Linked DNA regions of Pan troglodytes: region 2 is linked to region 1. Evidence: chromatin contacts called from public capture Hi-C data. All regions are on one chromosome and are shown on one strand. The core of a region is the stretch at or near the end of the contact, and the rest is flanking DNA. Distances in the headings are between cores, read along the strand shown.

The links. Capture Hi-C pulls out chosen DNA fragments and counts their contacts.
Region 2: a contact with region 1 is called in a capture Hi-C map of stem cell-derived neural stem cells, with 3 times the contacts expected there. The contact joins two enhancer-like sites. A contact is called at or near these places in 2 of 7 Hi-C or Micro-C datasets (blood and stem cell-derived neural progenitor cells) and 1 of 1 other capture datasets (stem cell-derived neural stem cells).

Annotation. Positions count from the first base shown.
Region 1 is chr6:39,524,466-39,531,603 of NHGRI_mPanTro3-v2.0_pri, forward strand. The region is part of intron 22 of BBS9 (Bardet-Biedl syndrome 9); the gene reads left to right. Among named protein-coding and RNA genes, the nearest start is that of BMPER, 140 kb to the right of the region's middle. Within about 2 kb of position 4,401, at least 3 of the 24 cell types and tissues checked have an H3K27ac peak or open chromatin away from gene starts, as enhancers often do. A contact at or near this core is called in stem cell-derived neural stem cells, where this site is marked.
Region 2 is chr6:39,650,952-39,658,089 of NHGRI_mPanTro3-v2.0_pri, forward strand. The region is part of intron 23 of BBS9 (Bardet-Biedl syndrome 9); the gene reads left to right. Among named protein-coding and RNA genes, the nearest start is that of BMPER, 18 kb to the right of the region's middle. Within about 2 kb of position 2,595, at least 4 of the 24 cell types and tissues checked have an H3K27ac peak or open chromatin away from gene starts, as enhancers often do. A contact at or near this core is called in stem cell-derived neural stem cells, where this site is marked.

The DNA of each region.
Region 1 (7,138 bases), core at 3,151-5,650:
TTCTCCAGTTGATGAATGGTGTTGGCCACGTGTTTGGCTGGGGAGGCCAGCAGGCAGCAGGCCGGCTGAGCGTATGCTGGGTTCGCCTCAGGTTACTAGGAGGCATAGTCTATCGTCAAGCAGAATTGTGCCTGTGTGTTGGGTAACAATGTATACCCACAATGGTTATACGTTGGTAGCAATGTATTATTCATAACCTGTTAGGAAGAAAATTCTATTAAAAAAGCCTCCTAATTGCCACTCTGGAAAGTATCAAGTTGTGGTCCATCAGCATTTCAGGGGCTTATATTTTTGTAAGTAAAACACACTTGAAGGCACCCTGGCAATACCTAGGGTATCCTGCCCTTAAAGCATCCTATTTAGAGAGTAATTATTTTCTATCTTTGTTGCAGTAACAATAGGGGAATGAAACCTAAATGAATGATCAAAACAAAAACTCCTCCAACCACGAGGTGGCGCTATAATCTATTACTCAATTTATAAATGCTTCGTGGATTGCTTGCTGACTACTTTATTCTCTTTCTGTTCCTGTTTTACTTGCTTACTTTTAAAAAATTTATTTTTTTAATTGAAAAATAAAAATTGTATCTATTTATTGCGTACGACATGTTACTTTGAAATATGCATACTCTGTGGAATGCCTAAATTGAGCTAATTAACGTATGCATTACCTCACACACTTTTTATCTTTTGTGTGGTGAGAACATTTAAAATCTACTCTCTGGGCAAATTTGCAAAAATACAATACAATACAATACATTGTTATTAACTGTAGTCATAATATTGTACAATGGATCTGTAGAACTAATTCCTGCCATCTAACTGAAATTTTGTGCTCTATTTTTCTTTTCACACTCATTTTAGTTCTTTCCTTCATTTCTCCAACCCTTCTCAAAACAAACTAACGAGCCAATGGTCCAACAAGCAAATATCTCCTCCAAGTACCTTTTTTATTATTATTCTTTCCTCATAGTCCCCATATTTTAAATGCCTTAATCTAGCAAACAAACCTCAATTAGTAATAAAAATTCATTTGGGGGTTTTCATTAATCAAAGACTATCAGAGCTTTTGCTCAGAATATGTGTTATCAAGTAAGTTATGTTTCTCCAGCTAAAAATTAAAGACATTTAGTATTTTAGATAGCATGCCTATGTAATGTTATCAAGGTTTTTTTTCAAGTAATGGAAATTGTTCACCAATACTCATTACTGCCTTTAAAGACTTCTGGGAGGGGTGTCTTTAAACTCTTTTTGAGAACCAAATTCATTCCTGGGTCCCTGGGTAGAAATTTTGTAAATATCAGGATGGTGAGGCTGCCTCTCCAAAAGCAATACCTACTGGTTCTCTTTCTTGGTCAAATTTGCTCACAAATTCAAACTCCTTGCCCAGGATTTAATTCTCCATTTCGGAGAATTTAATCCTGAATAACACTTACACCTGAATAACGTCTTTAATTCTAGGTTCTTATCATTCACCAAGAAAACTAGGCCATTTTGGTTTAAATTAAATCACCGAAGGTCTTGTATGATTTGTTGGTAATAGTAAAAGAGACTAGACTCATGAAATTAGGGATCGCTCACAGTTGTAACAATTAGACCACACTTCCTCCCAGACACAAGTTTTAAGACTATCAATTAAATATAAACAGGTTTTCTGGCTGTAAGATTTTAGCTTTTGTTTCCTTTCCAGTTAGCCTAGAACCCAGCAGTCCACATGTGCCTGAGAGAGGAAGAGATGGTAAGACCAAATGTTGCTCAAAACCTTGGAGACAAGTTTGGTTCTAGCATGAGCTGAAGTTTTACTAGATTAGGAATTTATATAGGCTATGTCCTTCAATTCGTCCACATAATTTCCCATTGCCTAGTGAGCACTATAGCTCAAGGACCCATGGCACCCAACACCTTAGAAATAAAATTCGTGAGTCCAAAGACAAAGCATGCTATTGTTTGGCTCCTTCCACTGCCACAGGAAGACTTTTGTTATTGGACTAAACTTAGAAGAAGTGAAAGTTTTATGATAAAAGCAATTCTAAGCCAGTCTTTGCATAATGAGCCAATCCCAACAGTCACCTAATAATATTTTCCTCCCTGAACTCTACCTTTGAATAAACATCTTCCTAATCATGTGCCCCAAACTGTTTCTAGCGAATTCAGGAAGAGAGTAAAGTGCAACTATATCTGATGTATCACCCAAGTGGTCCAGAGGTAGATGGCTCGATTGATACAAACCCAATGTAAATTCACAGATTTCAGACGTGTTATATTTATGATCAACTGTGACCCACAAAGTGAAAAGTGTGTGAATCAGTGAAGTTTGGTGGTCTTTAAAAAGGAAGGGAGGCCCTCAGCTCCCCCAGAATGGTGCTGAATGTGGCTGGAATGTAGCTAGGTGTCTGCCAGCTGCCATCCAGGCATAATCCAGGTGGGAGCCCCATCTTGGTACAGAACGTAGGAACACATCTACAGTTCTGTGGCTTTCCTTCCCCAGAGCTGTGTCTGGCCTGAATGTAAAGATGTTTGGAGAAGATGACAAATCCAGTCCATGACCCTGGCTTTAGTCCAGTTCCTCTGACCCCCCTAAATCAGGTCTCAGAGCAACTTGGAGCTTAATGCAGAGGAAGATAATTCTTCTGACTGTGGAAAATATTAGCTAAATAGATGACAAAGATCGGTTGTAAAATCTCTCTAAGAAATGAATTAGATCAGTCTGTCTGCCTAAGGTGGTATGGATGTAATTACCCCTAAAAGCGTGTTTCTTTACATGTAAAACGGGGATTATAGTGGTACCTATATAATGTTCACAATGGTGGTTGTGCAGATGAAGTGAGTAGTGCAGGTAGTGCACTGTGCTACGTTGTTGTAAGTGGTCAGTAACTGATAATATAAAGGGGGACTCCCTTTCTATCCTAGAGGTGAGACATTCTCGCCAACTGTTACTGAGTTCAAGAAGAGTCTCTTTCTCTTGTTCTCTCTCTCTCTCTGTACACACACACACACACACACACACACACACACCCTGGGGGGTATTAAACAAAGTGTTCCTTTAAAGCTGTATTGTGGTTAATCTCTTATGGCTTGATGAAAGAGCCTCTCTGTATGGACAACCCCTAAGTTCATAATGGCCGTAAAGGACTGAAGGATGGAGAGTGAAATGTGGAACCAGTTTCTCATTGTACTGAAATGTATCATTTTTGGGATTCTTGTTAAGAGACAGTGTCTTCAGTTTCATCATGCACAATTTGTTGTGAGCCCAGCCAAATATGGCCACGTAGTACATCAAGGTGATAATTTTCTAGCACTATGCTAAGTGTTACACACACGTGATATCATGTAACTTTTCACTGAGACCCTAAGAAGTAGCTACTATTTGTCTACCCATTTTACCAATAGGAAAATTGAGACTCAGAAAGCTTAAATTATTTGGCCAAGCTCACAAAAGCATGTACAGAGCTAGGATTTGAATTCAGATCTGTGAGAACCCCAAGCTCTTACCACTCCCTTTTCTTCCCTGCCTCCCATCTGCCTCACTCATGTGAATGGCATAAAGATACTCCAATATTGACTTGGCTTGGAGCTTCAGAATGGGGGCCTGCGGAAATGTCTGGAGACATTTTCAGTTGCCACAGGTTGAGAACCCCGCCCTGATAGTATACAGGGGAAGCTCTGTGGTGTAGTGTAGTAAACAACAGGCTTATAAATGTTAGATCATCGATAGAGTGTGTATCTCATCCCCCAACTCTGCAGGGGAGGTCTGATTACCACCTTGAACACATAGGAAACTGAAGCTCAGAAAAGATAAGTCACTTCCTCAAGATCACATGGTTAGCAATCATTGGAGCTGGAAATGATACTAAGGACTCCTGATCCCAAAGTAGAGATTTTCTCCTTTATCACAATGATCCCTGGGCCATTGTTTTTCTCATCAAATTTAGACTTTTAGTTTACCTAAACATTATTTAGCTTGCTTGGTGGTTCTCAAGTGATAACATGCATCGGATTTGCAGGAGGGCTTGTGGAAGCAGATTGCTAGGCTTCACCATAGAATATCTGATGGGGCCCTGGTGGGGCCTGTGAATTTGCTTTTCTATCAAGCTCCTGGGGGATGCTGATGCTGCTGGACCAGGGCCACACTGAGAACCACTGAATTAGGTCTCAAATGTGTTTTCTTTCTTCTTCTCTTCTGAGTCTTCTTCTGCCTCCTTTTTGCCTCTCCTCCCCCAACTGTCTGGGGACATGAAGAGTGCTGAATTTGCAGCCTGGCTTCTATGGACAGGCTAAGGCTGACAGGCTGGTGAAATATTAGTGCAACATGTGAAACTTACAGCCTTCCGAAGGCTCACTGCAGAGCGCAACCGATTACATGCGTCACTGGTCCAAGTGTTCCTTACAGTCTCCTGGGAGTGAATTAAAATCCTTTGCTGGTGACATAGAGGGGTGGACTGGTTCTGGGTCTGGTCTAATCTGGGTCAGAGAGCATGGGCTGATCTGTCATCTGAAACACTGAAACTTCTCCCAGGCGTCTCCTGGGGGATGATGGCTGCCCGCTGTGCTGGAGGCAAACGGGAGGAGGTACAGATGGAGGCCTGTCCCTTGTCCCTTTGTCTGGCAGCTGCTCTCCTCACAGGGTGGTTGCTGCAGGCAGCAGTAGGTGGTCTGCATAAGGGGCTGGGAAACCAGGCTTCCCACAGCCTTGGGGGTTCCCTCCAATTTATTACCTCTGAATGCTTGGAACATCTGATGTGCCAGAGGTCCAGGAATTTGTGATGAATGTACAATGAAGACATATGCTGTACTCAAACTAGCAAAAGAGGCCAAGGAGGGGAATCTGGAAACTAGTATTTATTGAGACTGATCATGTGCCAGGCATTGTGTTCGATACTTTACATTCATCTCATTTAATCCTCATAACAGTGTTGCAAGTTAGATGTTCTTACTCATGTGAAGAAAATGGGGTTTCAAGAAGCTAAATAACTTGCCTAAGCCCATCAACCTTGAAAATGGAGAAGCCAGGATTTCAGCCCAAGGTAATCTGACCCTAGCAGCTGTTATCTTTCCATTTAATGAGAGAGAGAGAGAGAGAGAGAACTTGAAGGCTTGAGGTTCAGAGGAGGTGAGGATGCCTTATGACTTGTGATTTACTGGGCAATTACTAGGCCAGTTTTGACTTTAGCCAACCTTCGTCCAGTAATTTTGAAAGAGCATGTCTTCCTTCTTTTGCTTGGTGCAGAGAAATTTAGAACAAGGGGAAATAATGCATTAATACATGCTGTAAGAAGTTTGCTTCCATCGTTAGGCAAGTGACTTGTGGAGTGAATATTCCCCTTAGAGCTGTAGGGGGCACAGTAAATCCCAAAACAATTGAAGGAATTATAGAAGCAGGATAGTACAGGACGTTAGGACGTTGTGCCTGATCAGGGGAACGAAGCAATTTGTTCTCCTCTCAACCAAAGTTTATCGTCTCTTCTTAGTAGATGAAAATGGAATGTCACTGCTTTTTTTCTTTTTATAAGTAAGAAAAACAAATCAACATGCTCCCTATTGTTTCCCTGACTTGCGAAAATAAAATCCAAACGTATATTTGTGATTTCATACAGCCCGGAAGACCATGAAAGAAACACGAGCCCGAGGAATTTGTCAACCCACTCTCTCTCTGTGGTCTGCAATGCCTGGGTTTTAATTGCAAGTAGGAAGGGCGCTTGAATTGGCAAGACTTTTTTAGTATTCATTCATCTTGAGCAAATTGTGACATCCATGGGGTGGGGAGAACCAAGCATTTAAACTACTTTTTGGCATAATTGGCCTTGACCTTCATAATTTCATAATATGCTTAGTGGTATATGCAACAGGCCTGACTTCCAGAGCTTGTCATTTGAAATCAGATGCAATCCACAACATCAGTAACAGTAATGATACCTTTCTTTATTCAATGCCTGTAAGGCATTTTCAGTGGCATTGTCTCATAGAATCCTTAGAACAACTCTATTAAGGAGATATTTTCATCTTCAGTTTATAGACTAAGGACACCAAACCTTGAAAAGATCACACAGTTTGTCAGGAGCAAAGTCTCAACTCAGACCCAAGCTGCTAAGTCCTATTTGAATGCTTGTTTACTACATTCTTATTTACCTCTTTGTTCTGTAAATTTGACGTTGGTCTTTCAACTTAGTGATTAGATTTTTTTTTTTAATAGCTTTTCTCTGATATAAAATGAACACGTATTCTTAATAAAAATACAGAAAAATCAGTAAGAGAAATAGAAAGAACTCTGTCCCTTTAAGACAATCACTATCAACATTGTACTGCACTTTTCCCCAAGCGTGTTGAATCAGCAACTTTTCATTTTGATCGAGTATAAGTTGTGTGTGTATCTTTCAGTTTTGTTTCCCCAGGAGCACGCAGCACAGTATCTGGAGTCTTAAAGTTGCTCTGAGGAGGTCTGCGGAATGGATGGAGGGAGAGAAGGATGAACGCATGCGTCCGTAGGCTTGTATGGGGGCACCAAAGAGTTAGAAGAAATTGTCCCTGTCCCTGAAATGCTTGCCGTCTAAACATGGGAAGACCAGGCACTTATTTCTGTGGCAAGTTTTTGGAACAACTAACAAAAATATAAGGAAATACTTACACTCGAAGTTAATAATGTGGTGTGTGTCATATGCCAGTGCTGGGATTGAACAGCATAAATCAAGACTAGTCAGGCAAGAGCTCCTGGAAGACACAGTATTTAGTTAAATGTTGAGAGAAACGATGTATGTGGTTGACAGAGAAGTGTATGGCTGTCTCTGGTCTTTTCCAAAATGATAGACTACAGAAAAGTATCTGTGTCACTATTACTTGAAAACTGGAAATTACTTATATTCCAGCAATTTTCCTTTGGTGTTTGCATTTCTGGAGTGAAAGCACAGTTCACCTAGTAGGCCAAGGAAATCTATTCTTTTAGTCCATTTATCGAAAATATAAAAGTGGGGCCAGGCACAGTGGCTCAAGTCTGTAATCTCAGCAGTTTTGGAGGCTGAGGCAGGTGGATCACCTGAGGTCAGGAGTTCGAGACCAGCCTGGCCAACATGGTGAAACCCCGTCTCTACTAAAAATTCAAAAATTAGCTTGGCATGGTGGCAGGGGCCTGTAATTCCAACTACTC
Region 2 (7,138 bases), core at 1,345-3,844, 120 kb after region 1:
TCACAACAAGGGCAGCCAGCTGCCCATTCATGCACAGTGAGGTTGCCCTGTGGAGTTATAGCAGAACAAACATATGCTTTCATTCCTGAGTTCCTCATATTGTTTATTTACTTGTGTTTACCTACGTTATCCATGCACAAAAGATTTGAGCCATCTTATTATCATGACAACACATCCTACACTGTACAAATGGAATCAGAATTCAAGGTCCTGGACCAGAACACATGGGACTGTTTAGTGGCTACAACAGAGTTGCACAAAAGGAGATAATGATTGCAGACAGACTCCCGAAGCCTTTGAATGCTGAGTCTACCTACCATGAGACTACTCTCTTGGGACTTATGGTTATGTGAGTGAATGAATGCTTATATTATTTTTAAATATTGGAAATTATGTTTATTGCAGCCAACCATGTTCTACTGGTACAGATAGTCCCACTGGTACAGATTATCTCTATTGTATGGGTGAAGGCAATTGAGGTTTGACAAGTTGACTCAGCAAATCAGTGGCAGTATCTGGGCTTTTTCCTCCTGTCTGACCCAGAGTAATTTTTTAACTTTCCCTGGAGTCCCGATAAAAAACGCAGATTCCTCTACTTCACTCCCCAAAATTCCATTTAGGAACTGAGGTGGAGTCCCAGGAATCTCCATTCTAAGCAAGCAACACAGATCGTTCTGATGTGAGGGCTTCTTGAACCCCATTTGAAGACTCATGGCCCCATGTCATCCAACCCCTCAATCAAGCTCATTTCTTTCCAAAGCCTATTCTTTCTCCCACCATTTTGGGCTGACATCACCATAGCATCCACACATCCACTCCTATCCCTCATCCCAGTACCAGAGTAAATGCAGACACAGGTGAGCCTCAATATAAAAGCAGAAGGTCCTGGTTCTCTGGGATCTGCAGTTCAAAAGTACGATCAATCAGGAAGGTCGGAGGGTGGGGGCACTGTCTCCTCTTCCCTCCTCTTGGGAAGTATTTGTCAAAATGGTCGTCCTGGGTGGTCACAGATTGACACAATCAGCTTTACTTATTCAACCAACCAGCCCACTCATTACTTGGGTGTCAACTCCCTGGAAAACAGTGAAGTGAAATGTTCACGAGTCTTTGTTTGTGGGAAAGGGGAGGGGAGGAATGGGGGAAAATTGCGCACACGTTCATTTTTATTTCAAAAGAAACCCACATGGTTTATTGTCATTCAGCTCTTTGGCTTTGCCTGAGAGACACAGAATCCAAATGTAATATTGTAGAAAGCTGTGAAACCAAAGTTTTGAATTTTTCTCAAGAATTTCATTTTTAATAATAAAAAATCACCAAGCCCATGTGTCCCATAAAAATAAATGAACGTTTTCACTCATGAACCAATAAAGCAGATGAAAGTTGGAAGCCACATAATACTTTCTGTGTAGCTCATCCAGGCCATGCAAGGCCTTGGAGAAGAATTATTTTATGTTTTGCAGATGGGGGAAACTGAGGAAGCACCAGGTCCATGTGCCTGGGAAAGTAACCTGCCAGCTGCTCTAATTTGGAAGAGCAGCTCTTTGGAGGGTTGGAGAAAAGCCCGGACCCTGTAGCATGGCATGTTCCAGCCGAGCCAGGATGTCCAGCTGCATTTCCGGCGGGGACCTTCTTGCCCCTGAGGACCTGTGGTTCTTCAGAGGGTCATGTTGCTTCATGCCTTGTCCCTGCTGCCCTTTCTTATGGAAATATTCTCCTGCTGTTTTCCAGATAGCACATACCCACTTGTCCCTCACCCATCACCAGAAGCTGTGGGTCCTCCCACGTGGCTGCATTCTCTGGCCCTGCCACAGCACTTTAACACCCACTGACATTTACGGCCACCCCACCATCCCCCCACCAAACACACACAGAGTCTGTTGAAGGATCCTGCTTAATTTATCTTTAGGTTCCCAGGACCGGTCACATGGTCAGGCACATAATACATGCTCATTAAGTGCTTGTTGAAAGGATAGGTGAATAAACCCATGCAGGCATGGGGTAATGTAAGAAAAAAGATGACACCTTCAACCTCTTGTTGTTCTCTAAAAGAAGCTGGAGGAAGAAATAGGAGGGAGGAAGCCCATTCAAGTTTCTGGACGGCCTTTTCCCAGGGGCTGTGTCTCCTCACTTGGTTTCAGGAATGTAAACACTGAAAGTATAGTTCAGATTCCTTTCACTGGTAAATAACTTCTTCCACTCAAAAAAAAAAAAAAAAAAAAGGAAGATGGAAAACTGACAGTCATTGGAGGGGAGTGATTTTTGCTGGGCTGCCAGGGAACATGTTTGTGGCTGTGATGAGTATTTGGGCAAAGACCCTACACAGAGGGCTGGGATCACTTAAGGCCTACCCTATTTAGGGGGAGAATTTTTGAAAGCTTTTTTTTTTCCTTGCAAGAAAGACTTACACCCCAGCAGCTGCTGTCATGCTACCGCCAGTTTAGTCCTGAGTAAGAAACCCCCAGGCTTTGACACAATTACCTCTCTTGCTCCTTCTCCACAAAGGCTGGAAATTGAGTCCCAGTCCCACAGTAAGGGGGATGTTCCTTCTAGCACGCAAGTGTCAGCTTCCCCACCAGGGGGCTGGAGCCAGCCTGGGGCTGACATATTTACCCAGGCCTCCAGGCAAGGCAGCCGACTGTGACGCGGAGCTGCCCCCTGCCTAACCTAAGCTGTCCTGCTGGCTTTCTTCTCAAGGATCAGGTAGGCCACGCTATCTCCAAGCAACCTCCCCTCACAAAAGACTGAGATAGTTGAATTTTCATGGTGGGAGACTGGGAAATTGGGAATGGTTATTGATGGGAGAGGTGTATGAGATGGAGCTGGGGAGAAAGTTCTGAATCTTTAGTAGAATGAACTTTGCTCATTTCAGGGAAGCCCATGATGTATGAAGGGGAATTAGAGGGTGGAACAGGACAAGGAAGGGAATTAGCCTTCACAAGAACCTGGTGTGGTAGTGCTGCTTTATATGTATAATCTCACTTAATCTACCCCAGTTCCCAAAAGACTTGCATTACTATCTGCGGTACGCATATGACAAAACTGAGGCTAAGAGGGGCCAAGAAACAGCCTCAGGCGCCACAGTTATTAGGTTGGTGCAAAAGTAATTGCTGTTTTTGCCCCTTAAAAGTGATGACACAATCCCAATTACTTTTGCATCAACCTAGTAGGCGTGGGGGCCAGGGTGTGAATGTGATCTGTTTGCACCAAGACTATGAACAAAGTATAAGGAGTAGGAAGATAGTTTAAAAATGAAATAAAATAGAATGGTGCTAGAACAGTTTCAAATCAGGTCAGCTTACGTTTCCTAAGTGGCTTTTCTCTGCCGGGCATCATCCCACTTAATCCCAATAAAACTATCATAGGAAATTTCAATGGAGAACCGAGATTCAAAGAGATCACTCTACTTGTCCACAGTCAGAGGGCTCAGCATTCGCGGAGTCAAGACTTAAACTTGGCGGCAGAAATTCTAACCACTATGGTCAGGCAGGGAGGAACGCATGTCTGCTGTGACATACAGGAACAAGAGAAAAGGAGAATGGGACTGCAGACTCTGATGAACCATTAGAAAATAATGCCCTCTCAAAGGCGTCAAGTTAGGTGGGGCAGAATCCACAGGGTTTCAGAAAATAAATGAGGGGAAGAGAGGAGGAGAGGAAAAGGAGCCTGGATGCCTGCTACAGTTCCTAGCACCTTCCCACTCTCCTCCCAGATCCCAGGGTAAGTGCAAGCTTCCCAAATGCCAGGATATTTTAAGCTCTGCTGTGGCGGTTTTAAACATGAACACACATTATATGACACTTGTCTCAGTGAGAGGGGGTTTTATGTCCCTGCCCGTTGAGTCGAAGTGGGCTTGCAACTTGCTTATTTATAACCAAGAAAATGCAGCAGAAGTGACAGCAAGATTTCTCAGGCTCGGTCAGAAGAGTCAATGCAGCTTCCACCTTCAGAGGCCTAAGCTTCTGTGTGAGAAATCTGACTACCACAGGGCTGCCATGCCTTGAGGAAGCCCAAGTCACATGGAGAGGAAATGCATTGGCTAACAGCCCCAAGTGAGGTCCCAACCAACAGCAACCATAAACCACCAGACATGAGTGAAGGATTTTCCAGATGATTCCAGTCCACAGCTGTCAGGCCACATCACCATCCTCTCAGCACTGTCTTTGTATCTTCTCAGTTCAGGCCCCAGACATCTTGGAGCAGAGACAAGCTATACTACTGTGCCCTATCAGGATTCCCAGCACACAGAACCCACGAACATAACAGATTGGTAGTTCGATGCCACTAAGTTTTGGGGTGGCAGCAATCATCACCAGAACATCACCTCACTTCATTTATTTTTTGGGAGGAGCTATATTCCCTCCCTTGTCCCCCAAGGTGGGAAAGACAAGCTTTTACTTTTCAATAAACTGTGGAGGATACACATGGTGACAGTCCTCCACAGTCTATGTGGGCTGATTGCAGTGGCATTCTTTCATGAGGATGCTTTCAGCCTGGCTAAAATGCTTTACAGCTGCTTTACAACTGTCTCTCCTATCTGGGTTACCAGGTCCTACTCCCAGCCTCTTGCCCATCCTTCACTTCCAGCTGACAGCTCCTCACCCCTCCCCTGCCTTTCCCATTGGGATGGCAGATGCCTTTCTTAAGTATTCAGCCCCCAGGGCGAAAGCTTCCAGTCAACTCTAGAGCCATTTACGTAGTTCATGGTAGTTCACGCCTCCATTCACCACAACCCCTGGAAGCAGCTACTGGCTCCTGGAGTCTGGCCTTTTGTGAAAGTGGCTGAGTATGAAACCACTGCAGTGAGTATCTATCTGGCTCAGGTTCTATCCTACTGGCGCAATTCCATGGTTGTTAAAATTCTTCAAAGAGCTAGGTGAGCTCATTTCTCCTAAATTAGTGCCTGGTAGGAAATCTTTCATTTTCCCAGCACAAAGTTCATTATGGTACCCCAGTGCTCACTCATTATTAGCATCCCTTTTAGCTACTAAACAGAGAAGAAAGTTTAGAGTCCAAATCAGGCTTTTCTTACTCTCTTTTATCTTCTTTTTTCTGAGTTGACGCTGAAAACTAGCATCTTCCCTGCATGATGTGCCAGTAAGATTTTGGATCTACATAGATTAACATCTTTCTACTAATAGTTAGTGCCCTCACCATGTTACATTAACTGCCTGAGCCCCACTTTCCTTATCTGAAATATGCAGATGATAATTCTTACGCAGGGTTACTGTGAAGATGGACTGAGATAACACTGATAGCCAAGCCTGCCAGAGGTTAGGCTAGTTGAAGGACATGGTCAAAGATCTTATTATTTTTCTTGTGGTTGCTATTGTTTGTGGTTATCTTTCAGCAAATTTGATTGGCTCTACCTTCCAAATAAACCCCAAATCTAGCCATTTCTTACCACCTCCCCTGCCAATCACCTGGTACTCTCCTGTCTGGTCTCCTGATTTCATCCTAGCTGTCTTGTACCTCTGCACACAGGAGCCAGAATAATCTTGTTAAATCTTGCCATGTCATCAATCCCAGACTCCAAACCCCTCAATCACTTCCCTTCTAACAGTTTTTATAAACTCTCGTTACAAAACTTGGCCTACAAATTTTTAACTGTGGCCTACGAGTCTGTGCAAGATGGGACTCTTAGTACATGCATACCTTCATCTTTTTTTTCCTCTTTCTTCTTCTCTTTCCTTTTTTGCTATTCCTCAAATAGCACACACCTGCCTTAGAACCTTTACACTTTCTGTTTCTCAGCCAGAGAATGTACAGCTTGTGCCTTTACTTCCCTCCAGGCTTGCCTCAAATGCCATCCCCTCAATGAGTTCTTCCCTGACCATCCTATTTAAAATAGTTTCCACTGCCTCTTTTCTGCTTTAATTTTCGGCAGTTGGTCACTTTTTTTTAATTTATAAGGCTTAATTTATTGTGTATTTCTCCCAACTAGAATATAAGCCCCATTAGAGCAAGGATTGTTATCTCTTTTGTTCATTGTTGTGTTTCCAGTACCTAAAACAGTACCTAGCATATAATAGAGCCTCAAGTTTAAGGTGGAATTGACCACAGAACATAGAAATAACTCACTTAGCTGTTTGCTAATATTTTATCTTTTTTTATCTTTTTTTTTTCGGGGGGAGACAGTGTCTCACTTCCATTGCCCAGGCTGGAGTGCAGTGGCACGATCACAGCTCATTGCAACCTTGACTTCCCGGACTCAGGTGATTCTCCTGCCTCAGCCTCCTGAGTAGCTGGGACTACAGGCATGTACAACCACACCTGGCTATTTTTTTGTATTTTTAATAGAGACAGGTTTTAGCCATGTAGCCCAGGCTGATCTCAAACTCCTAACCTCAAGCAGTCTGTCCGCCTTGGCCTCTTGAAGTGCTGGGATTACAGGCATGAGCCAGGGCACCTGGCCCTGCTAATATTTTATCTTAATGCAAATAACTCCTGTACAATCACTGCATCATCAACAGTTTTGTTTGACAGCATTGCCACTGTGCTGCCCTTTTCTAGCTTGAGAACATGCTAGTAATAAATGCCGTGAGTAAAAATCCAGCTGAAGTCAAAGGATGCAGGAATAATAAGGCCTGGGTCTTCTACTTGTTGGTTTAGAAGGCCCCCAAGAACCAAGGGGAAACTCTCATTTTCAGGACTGGCTATATAATTTGCAGGGCCTGGTGCAAAAAGAAAATGTGGGGATGGCCTCTTGTTCAAAGTTATTAAGAATATCAACACAGCAGTGGTAAAGCAGTAAACCAAGATGAGGGCCCTGTGACTGCACAGATCACAACACCAAAACGCTGGTCCTGCTCATTTTCTACAACTGTGTACACACACACACTCATTTGCATCCAATAAAAACAATCTTAGCAGATTTGCTTATTTAATGAACTTTATCCACATTATCTCTTCAAATTGCCATGAGGCTGGAAAAATTAAGGGTATTCACCATGCCCAAAGTCCACCGGTATTCAGGCTTCAAAATTTTTTTTTTTTCATTTTTGTTTTCAATCGGATTGTGAGACAACTGCAGTTTTAGTGCAGGAAGATTAAAAGTTATCTGAATTATTGTCCCTACCCCTTGGGACAATACATCACAATCTTACTGTGCAGACAGTGCTAAGTGCTGAGGCCAGAAGTG